2 separate regions of the Hordeum vulgare genome follow, and region 2 is linked to region 1. A link is a contact called in public Hi-C data. All regions are on one chromosome and are shown on one strand. The core of a region is the stretch at or near the end of the contact, and the rest is flanking DNA. Distances in the headings are between cores, read along the strand shown. Region 1 holds the start of LOC123401730. Region 2 holds the start of LOC123401245 (protein KINESIN LIGHT CHAIN-RELATED 2-like).

Region 1 (5,305 bases), core at 1,455-3,954:
TGTCGTCCTCAAATTTGTGCTGATCACCCATCTAACTTAACCTGTGAAATATTATTGTGGATAAAAACATTAGAATATGGATGCCATGCTTGATTTGCTAACCTTGAACTCAAATCTGAACGTACCACAATAAATTTGATACTGTTGAACTCTGTACATAGGTCTCTTTCGAATAAGTTGTCTGCATTTTATCCTCTGTATTTGGCATACCAAACCTCCTTCCCAATTTGTCATCATGACATGCTTTTCTTAGAAAAAAAAAGTATCTTATTCCTTTCATATTTGTAATAGTAAAAAAGTAACCTTAGATGGACTAGATGATCAGAAAATACATAGTGCATTGTTATGCCCTTGCACCTTCTAATGAAGTCCTACATGTCTAGATTTAAGTTGTGGCCTTTCCCGTTGGTACAGTCGGATCCTGCCATTCCCTCTGATTTGTGTTGGTGCTAAATACTGTCAAGTACTGAAATTTCAGAGTGCATAGATGCAGGCTGTAAGTTCTTTACCACTTTGTGCGCATGCCTGCGCATTAAGAGGGATTTCGACATTCGTGCTCCCTAGACAAGATGCTGCCTTGTAAATCAAGCAACAGTAGAAGCGTGCCTAGCTATTGTGAAAAAAGCCTACTGATAATCACTTTTTAAGTATTACTCTAGGAGAACGTGCCACTACTAAAAAGACTCGATGATTTAACGTCCTGTTCGTACAGAACTAATCGTACCCCCTCCTCAAAAGAAATTAATCATACCCCTGCCTATGATGTAAGTGGTCTATCTGTGTAGAACTAGTAATGCGGTACACATGTACGTGTATGCTATTGCCCTGGTATGTCATTGAGCTGGTTGGCTGCTATTCAGGGTTATGTAATTTGATTACAAATCTTGCCAACTCACTGTTTTCTACCAATTTAAGAGATATAATTACGATGGGATGTAATTCTGCTATACATTACATCTCTGCAACACTTTATAGCACTGATGCAAAGGGCATTTTTACATTGTTATACTTATTTTTTTAGTTTCCAGAAATGGTGAAGTTTTCACATGGACAGATGTCATATGGCTATGTTTGCACCCATAGCCGATAGCTGTGACCAATGCAAATTTTCCACAACCTAATTTTATCTTTCCAGAATAAGAGACGGTGTGAGGGTTTTATCTTCCCATAATATTTTTCAAATCCAGATGCATTCTATCATAGTCTGGGAACGCATCCTTATGATGCAACCATACATAAGGTTTCCTTTTTATGTTTTCAGGTACATTCGTTTTGTTCCTTCCTATGTGACCACAGTATTTTAATATTCAGCTTAGATTCTTCTTCTGACAAAGTGCACATTACTGAACTATCTAGTGTGGTCCATTCTTGCGGGTAAAGCAAGGTCGAATTTTTCGCTTGAACTAAACGGTTGGTGTTTTCCGTTGCAGGGTTTTCTTGGGCGCGGTGAGCGAGTACTGCGTCAAGCATGCTGAATGCCCCGTCATCACCATCAAGCGCAAGGCCAATGAGACTCCCCAGGACCCCATCGACGACTGATGCTCTCGTGAGAATGGGATGTTCTTCACTGCTTGATGGGTCTAATGTACTTACAGAATAAAATCTGGGAGTGGCTGGGAACTAGTAGTACAAACCTTGCAGAGCGCGCCCCAAAACTAGAGTGAAGAACGAAAACGCCGCTATTATCGCGGATGGATCATGGATGCCTAGTAGACAGACAAGAGTACAAGACAAGACACTCTTATCATATGATGAGATACATCAAGTTGTGATGAACCTAAGCTACTGTGATGTGATGTGATGATCATGAACCGGGCTTTGCAGAGACGAACGTTCCGCCCCTTACTTGCTGCCCTTGCCTGACAGCGCCGTTGGCAGCCGCGCCCGCGGGGTACCTGAAACCGGCGTACTCCTTGGGCATGCCGCCGACCTGGGGATGGTGGTGGTGCTGCTGCTGGTGGTGGTGGCGGCCTCTGCTGTCGGCCTTGGCGTCGGTCTTCCACGCGGCGGGTTTCCCCGGCGCGAACTTGATCTCGAAGCCATCGTCCATGTCGTGGATCACCGCGCGGGAGCTGGGCATGGGCTTCATCGGCGGGTACTTGACCTCGAAGCCCTTCTCCAGGTCGCCGCCGACCGCGTTGGTGCCGTAGTAGTGCTGGTCGGCGTAGGCCTTCTTCTTGGAGAGCCGGCGGCCGCACAGCCGCCCCGCGACGCAGGCGACCACGGCGAGGAAGGAGATGACGCCCAGCACGGTGAACACCGGCGCGAAGGAGCCCCTCGACGTGGCGGCCGGCCGCGCGTGCATGATGGGGTCGGTGGCGGGGTAGTACGGCATGGCCTGGGTCATGGAAGCCATCTTCTCCTCTCCTCTCGGCTCTGGAAAACTACTCGAGGAAATGGAAGAGTATGGCTTGCGATGGAGCGTCGCTGGCTTCGTGGGTGCAGAGGGTGCAGCGGTGTGGTCCTTTTATGATGGAGGGGTGCGAGGCAGAGGCAGAGGCAGAGGCCCGGGGTTTGAATTGAACAAAATTCCTTTTCGCTCTAGCACTCCAAGCGCTGGTATGATGATGTTGCATCGCCCATCTTTTCACTCATTCTTTTTCCTTTTCTTCCTCCGTCTCTCGCTCGCCGCAGAGATCTTTGAACGCATCGGACCGCGAGAAAGGCGCCTGCTTTGGAGCAGTTCAATGCGCGGGCTTGGCATAACGTCTCCCTCCCTCGGCATGCATGCATGCATGCAGAGCCTCTCTCTGCCCGGTTGGCCTTGCCCTCACACTCTCACTGTATGTAGTACTATCTCTACTGTGCTGCTGGCTCTCTGCTTTTGCTTTTGGACGTTGCATTGGATCAAAGCAACCGTAGCAGAGAGCAGCGGCGAGCAGGAGCAGGGCAGGGCGGGGACATCACATCGCTTTGGCTTCTTTGATTGCTTTCCCCCTCCGCTTTAGCAGATTGTGGGGGCGCAGAGGAATGAGCGCCTACTGCTTCCGCTTGACTATCACCTTTCTTGGGCATGCCGATCTAAAAACGCCTCGCATATAATCGAATTCCATGAGGTGACATGCTAGGCCTAGGGTTTGGTTTTCCTGTTCCATGATATTTGTTCGAATACGGTCTAGTGGTAGACATCCTCCGTGTAGGCTACGGATGGTATTTTGGCAGCGTGTAGGAGGCACAATAATTTTGCCTATGTACGTAGCAACGTGGACGTCCTTGTCACTCGAGCAGATACATTCTACTGATTGAACCACGAGAAGCATGCACCGCTCAACGACTGGAAATACATAACCCTTTTTGGAGGCCGATAATTCCCATCCTGTATGGAACAGGAGAACTGGACGGCCTAATGTAAAGCCTGAGCAACTTCAACACGTCGATCCAAACGGACGATAATTTTATCTGTTTTTTATTCGTTTGGGTCGGTTATCGGCTTTGCACCCATCGGCTAGGGTTTACCCATATGTACAACAAGGCCGCCTTCATCCGGGCATTGGTGTCTTCGTGTTGCACGGCGGCGGCGATGGCGACGGCGGCAGCTGCCTTTGCCCCTTGCATCTTGCACGTGCCTCCGGCCCTTCTTCTTGGTCGACACCATGGCACGCTCCTCGGGGGTCAACTCTTTTTTCCTTCCTCTTGGGCGACGCGACGACCTTGCGGGGGGTGCGGGCCTTGCCTCTGGCTTCGGCGGCGGCGACGGGCGAGGCCATGGAGGCGATGGCGGCGGCGGCCTCGAGGACGTCGTTCATGACGATGGGAGCGGGCGCGGGGGCGAGCGGGAGGGTTTGGGGGAAATTAAGGGAAAAATGGTCGCTTTGCCGCCGACTTATGGGCCAGGGAGGGAAGTGGGCGGGCGCCTCGCCCGTCAACTTCATATCCGCACCGACGCAAATCAGGTTCAAAAATGAACCGGGAATGGATCGGAAGACGGACAAAAAGCATACGCGCGTCCGTTTGGGTCGGCGCGTTGGGCCAACTTTTGTGCGCACGGACCCAAACGGGCGACGACGGATGAAATGGATCGTCCCGTTGAAATTGCTCTTATGTCCGAGCAGTTTGTTTTTGGCGAAAATGATCAGATCTATTATATTATAAAAGTTCACCCGAAATATAAAGCATCTCAAACATAATAAAAATTACATCAAAATTCCTTGAAAATATCATATAATTTTAACAAGAGTATTATATCTGTAATGCATAGTATCATAAGTTAATATTATATGATAGTTCATTTATTATCATGCACGACACATCATTTAATATGATATAATATTATGATATGATATTCAATCCTCTTTTTCTTTATTTAATTCTATGTCATCTCATCAAAATTACCTAATAAACATGCATGATAAATACATATGATACTTCCATTATGACCAACCTAATAGTTTAGCGAGTTGTTGACTATATAAACATGTCATGGCTTCAAGAGCTAGCATTATTGATCACTAATACAATAGGGATAACTATAAGGTTAATTTGTTTTCACTTTTTTATCTCTTTTCTCTCATTAAATGCTTTTATCAAAGAGCATTGATAGATGTTGGCTCTTGCATAAGAGCTCACTCCTTCACTTTTTGCTTGTCTTACTCCTCCATATAATCAAGAGTGACATGTAAGCAATTAGAGGCAAATAGCACATATCTATCTCCTCCAATATCTCAAAATCTAGATCGGCCAAATATATACTAGGTGATTTCCTTGAAATAAGGCACACGTTTTGATGCACAAGAACCAAAATATCAGCACATACAGTGTTGACTGTTTCGAAAAAGGGTTTCCCCCTGCTTTGTATTACAAAGCAATCAACCGATACAGCCAACAGTAAGTGCTGGGGCGGAAGCAGCACAATCACACCCAAAAGAAACGAAAGAGAAACAACAAGATAAAAATGCCGGCAACGGCGGATCGACAAAAATGAAGAAGTTTCACAACCACTGCGCCCACCGAAGACCTCCCACCAAGCTCCAAAGCACCGGTACCAATCAACACCTCCAAGAAGGACCGCGACGATGACGACGCTGCTGCCAAGGGTTTTCCCCGGTACGTGACGAGGCAAGAGGAAGGGTCGCCCCCGACGCCCTCCAGGAAGGTCCGGCGGCACCCATCGGCGTCGCCGCGTCGGTCCTTGCGGTCCTCGCCGTCAAGGGTTTCTCCCGATCCCAATCTTCACCTCCGATGCTCCTGAGCCTGCCACCAAACTGACCACCATCTTGCGCTACCGCGGTCATGAAGCCTCCACACCGTCTCATCACTGCACCAAGAGGTGAGGCCTGCACAGCAGGGAATAGGAGCCGGGACTAAG
Region 2 (5,305 bases), core at 1,588-4,087, 560 kb before region 1:
CGATGAAGGCGTCCGTTGGAGAGTTGGATTTCAGGGCAAATCCCATGGGGCCACGCCGTTAGGCCGACATGCCCGGGCGCGCCCGGGCTCCCCCATATCCGCCCAAATTTACTGTGGATATGAGGAGTGTCGGTCAGTTCGGGCGTTTAAGGGGTCCGGCTGGGTCGAGTGTTTGTGGCCGGTGAGTGACCCGGCGGCCTGTTCGGACGAGCGGGTTTGAGGGGTCCGGTTATATATATGCCCTTAGAGCATCTACAATCGGACACCTTAAATGACACCTCGTACGCCCACGGACGAGCCTGGTCAGTGACCAAATACGAGAGAGATGGAAAAAATGACCCAACCGAACCCCTTGTATCATCCGTATACGCTTGGTTGTGCGTGAATACTCATATCCATCTCAAATATGAGGAGGATATGAGGGCAGTCCGCCACATAGGACGCGGTCCCTCCCCGGACCACCTTTTTCTTTTCTTTATGCATTCTTTTTTTTTCTTCAGCAATCACGTGCAAGTGACGCATATGAGAAAAAAATGAAAAATATGGCTGCATACTTGGACAAATAAGAAACATGTCCGGTCATTAACCGGACGCATCTACGGACGTTTAAAGGATCATATTTGCAATGTCCGGTTCTAGACGCTCTTATATGACAAAACATGGCGAGATGGTGTGGTCGGAAGGGTCACCGGCGGTTTGAGGTTTGGGGTGGAGATGCCCTGCCATCGCTTCTGAGAGAACAAGGGTGAGAATGCCTTCCTTTTCCGGGGGCATGGAAACGGCGACAGGACAACCCAGGCCAACGGCCGGCTGGTGAGCAGCAGAGCAGGTGTGTTATTTCAATTTCATTCGACGACGCCCGTTCGGTGATCCGCGTTGGAGGCGCCGTATTATTCCATCAATCCCCGCACTTGCTGCCGCATCTCTCGCCGCTGCTAGCCAGGTGATCCTCCCTTTCCATTTTCTAGAAGGAATGATAATATGAAACCCAACGTATTGCACGTTTGCTGTCAGTCGTCACTAGCCAGCGGCGCTCTACAACTGCTCCAAATCCAGCATCCACACCCAACACAAAACACCGAATATTTCCATCTCCGGTTCTTGTCGGTGACTCCGTGGCAATACTATGGTTTTGATCGAAGCATTGACCAACCACCACGAGGCAATCACACAATCGATGACGGGATCCACCTCGACGCGGTGCAGATGACAGGGAAGACCACACCAACAAGCGAACGAGTTCCCGATGGATGATGGAGTCCGTTCAGAGGAACCCATCCATCCATCCGTCCGGCCAAATAAAGCCAGCAGCGCCACCAAGTGGCTGGCCGGCCGCCGGCCGGTGACGAGCAAGTCTGGCCGACCCCTTAAGCAAGCGAGCGACGAATCCGTTGTCTATGTTTTGTTTCCGCCCTGCCGTCGCTTTCCTGCCACCCGATCCTCCACTCTGTCATCTCGCCCGTTTCTTTCCGCTAACAACCAAGCAACAGCACAAGACCAGCGACCTTTCCTCCCGTCCCGCTGCAACAGCAACGGCACCTCTCGGGGACATGCTGCAATCATATGGTGGCCAAAATGCTGTACATAGCACAACGTGTAATTCAAAAAGTAAAGGTTTCCCGAAAGATATTTGAAAAATCTTGGAGTACTGTCTTCTTTTAATCACACTGAAAACGACGGCTAAACTTATAACGCGATGGATATCTTGTCCATGGATATTTTCACCAGTAGATGAAACGTCTAGTCTCACAAGAAATGATATGACGCCACAACGACGTACTTCCTCCGTCGCATAATATAAAAATATTTTTTTACGTTAATATTATGAAACAGAGGAAGTATCTTGTTAGAGGCTGCAATGTTCACTAGTTAGACTCAGCACGACAATAAAAAAAGAATGTTGACACATCATAATAGATTAATAGTAGAACGGAACCAAATTAATCCCTAATCCTTACTTTTACAAGTTTTTATCGATGACATGGAGCTTCGACACTAAAAACAACAATGATGAACGCTCGTCGAATCTATGCATCGCAGTTGTTTTGTCCAAGGTATCCTCAAAAGAGCTAGCAGCAATGGTTTCACTAACAATAATGATACCTCGTTGGTTGGGAACCCATTTAGCTCTATTCAACTATCATAGCTCACTCCAATAACTTATTTTCCGATAGAAGAGGGGTCCTACATCTGCATTGATTGTTGCAAGCGACCATACAACATGCTTAAGATGATACTAGAAATGGTGAGAAGTTTAACCCAAGAGAATAAACTTATCCATCACAGCTAGATTCTCAACGCATATCTTATTCTATCTACGCTTAACAAAAAGAATGTGCAATCCAAAAAAATTATGTATGTCAATGTAAAATCTGTAGGCAACTACGGCAACATAAAAATGCATACACGCCATCGACAAGATGCCTCAAATGTTAAAATGTCAGCCTGCCATATTGATACCCGTTATGGGTGCCGTATGATGCATCAAGTGGTAGATCAGGAAGTAAATTATGGTTATGATTTTAAATAAAATTATATACTCCTCCTGAACAATATTTATTGACGCTGGTTTAGTACTTATCCAAATAATTGTAGTTGAAAAGAACTAGTCTAGTTTTTTTCAATTACAATTATTTAGATATAGAGGGAGTATAATTTTAGAAAAGGAGTATTTTATTTTTCTTCTTCCGAATTTTGCAAGTAGTGGAAAGGAAGTACTTTGTAAATAAAATCCAAAGGAAAAAAACCCTCCATGGGCCTCATCACAATGGCTAGTACTTTGTAAATACTAAAATCTTTACTCTCCCCTTCCCGGTCAAAATCCATCTTCTCTTCCCCACAGCGACATTTGCTCTCCACCATCCCGTGCCTTTCCTCTTCCTCCCCCACCTATTTCATGGTGCTCTGACCTACACAAGCTCCAATCCCACACCCAATGCAGCTCTAAAATCTCTCCTCCACTCCACCACCGCTGCTCCCTCCCTAGAGCTGCCGCCGCGCGGTAGCTCCGCGCCATCGCTGACGCCTCGACCCCCCAGCCTCTCCGCCGTCGCTGCCGTCGCCGCGCCTCATCGCGACGTCCCGTCCCTGCTGTCTCCACCCCGTCAGCGATCTCGGGCGTTGGTTCTTGAGGTATGAGCTCGTGGCCGTCCGGAGATTCCCAAAACCCAAACTAGCATCCGCAGATTTTCTAGATCCGCCCCTCCCCGCAGTTAACTCGGCCCGTTAATCCGGCATTTATTAACAGCTTCCGAGCTAGCCGAAAATTGGAGCTCTCATAAATTGATCCGTGATGGTTTTGATTTTGTATCACTTACATCTTGTTTACCTCAATTTATTGATTGTATTCTGTTTCTTTCAAGGTGTTGCGGAGAGCCTTCCAATTTCATCCGGCTCTCCTCTTCCGAACAAAGGGTGAGAAGAATTTTTTGCCTGATTGCCCCCGAAGATGCCAGGAATCATAGTGGATGGAGTTGTTACAGAGGAGATTCAGCATGAGGTGAGTTCCTCTCAAAACAAGGAGAATTTGACGGCCCCAACCATGGCGCCAAGCATGCAGAGTGAGGCACTTGAGATGCACGTTGAGGATTCTGGTGCCGGGGAACCCTCGATTGAGCAACTCTACAACAATGTGTGCGAGATGGAGAGCTCAAGTGAGGGTGGCGGATCCCCATCACGCGAGAGCTTTGGGTCGGATGGGGAGGAATCAAGGATTGACTCGGAGCTTCGCCACCTTGTTGCTGGGGAGATGGAGGCCATGAAGGTCATTGAGGAGGAGGAGGAGAAGGAGAAGGGGAGTGGAAGTGTTACAAATGCAGCACCTACTGCTGGCAATGGGACCCCTGCCAGGCCTCAGTCTTCCAATTCATCCAAGAAGAAGGCTGCAAAATCACAGCTTGAATCGGATGCTTCTGTTGGCCCCAATGGCAAAGCATCCCCCGAGGAAGGTGAGAGTGAGGTCAGCAAGCCCGGAAGCCGAGTTGGCCGTCGCCGGAAAGCTAATGCCAAATCACAGAATGGAACAGAAGATGCTGGGCTCGATAACCCAGACCTTGGTCCATTTCTTCTTAAGCATGCAAGAGACTTGATTGCCTCTGATAATCCACGGCGAGCGCTGAAATATGCTCTCCGTGCCACCAAGTCATTTGAGAAATGTGCAGGTGGAAAGCCAAGCTTGAACTTGGTCATGAGTTTGCATGTTGTGGCTGCAATCCACTGCAACATGGGAAAGTACGAAGAGGCTGTACCTGTGCTACAACGATCCCTCGAGATTCCTGTGACCGAGGAAGGTCAGGAGCACGCACTTGCCAAGTTTTCTGGTTGCATGCAATTGGGGGACACCTATGGGATGCTAGGCCAGATTGCCCTCTCACTGCAATGGTATGCCAAAGGGCTTGATATCCAGAAGCAGACATTGGGGGAGCAGGATCCAAGGGTTGGAGAGACTTGCCGGTACTTGGCCGAGGCTCATGTGCAGGCACTACAATTAGATGAAGCACAAAAATTGTGCCAGATGGCTCTTGACATTCATAGGGATAATGGCCAGCCAGCATCACTTGAAGAAACGGCTGATAGGAGGCTAATGGGTCTTATTTGTGACACTAAGGGTGACCATGAAGCTGCGTTAGAACATCTAGTGATGGCGAGCATGGCCATGGTCGCCAATGGCCAGGAGACTGAGGTGGCCTCAGTGGATTGCAGCATTGGTGACATTTATCTCTCATTGGGTCGATATGACGAGGCTGTATGTGCTTACCAGAAAGCTCTTACAGTATTCAAGACTAGCAAAGGGGAGAATCATGCCACCGTGGCTTCTGTTTTTCTGCGGCTTGCAGATCTATACAACAAAACAGGGAAGCTGAGGGAATCAAAATCATACTGTGAGAATGCTCTCAAAATTTATCAGAAACCTATTCCAGGCACGTCTCTTGAAGAAATTGCCACTGGTTTAACTGATGTTTCTGCCATATATGAGACCATGAATGAGCATGACCAAGCACTGAAGTTACTCCAGAAGGCCTTGAAAATGTACAATAATTCTGCTGGCCAACAGAGCACAATCGCTGGAATTGAAGCTCAGATTGGTGTCTTGCACTACATCTCCGGGAATTATGGCGATGCATATGACTCCTTCAAGAGTGCGATTACAAAGCTCCGCACATGTGGTGAGAAAAAGTCCGCCTTCTTCGGTATTGCCCTGAACCAGATGGGGCTGGCGTGTGTTCAAAGATACTCCATAAATGAAGCTGCAGAACTCTTCGAGGAAGCTAGAACCGTTCTGGAGCAAGAATACGGGCCATATCAT

The links. Hi-C and Micro-C count contacts between places; a contact is called where the count stands out from the background.
Region 2: a contact with region 1 is called in a Hi-C map of leaf, with 3 times the contacts expected there. The contact joins the promoter of LOC123401245 here to the promoter of LOC123401730 in region 1. A contact is called at or near these places in 1 of 6 Hi-C or Micro-C datasets (leaf) and 1 of 1 datasets of contacts at active chromatin or transcription factors (embryo).

What each region holds. Positions count from the first base shown.
Region 1 is chr6H:465,498,754-465,504,058 of MorexV3_pseudomolecules_assembly, reverse strand. LOC123401730 reads right to left here and starts at 2,704. Exons shown (of 1, transcript XM_045095585.1): 1 at 1,545-2,704. The coding sequence starts at 2,356. The coding sequence ends at 1,805. It overlaps LOC123401731 (universal stress protein A-like protein), which reads left to right. Exons shown (of 4, transcript XM_045095586.1): 4 at 1,431-1,781. The coding sequence ends at 1,539.
Region 2 is chr6H:466,058,983-466,064,287 of MorexV3_pseudomolecules_assembly, reverse strand. It overlaps LOC123401245 (protein KINESIN LIGHT CHAIN-RELATED 2-like), which reads left to right and starts at 2,837. Exons shown (of 3, transcript XM_045094995.1): 1 at 2,837-3,132; 2 at 3,363-5,305. The coding sequence starts at 3,449.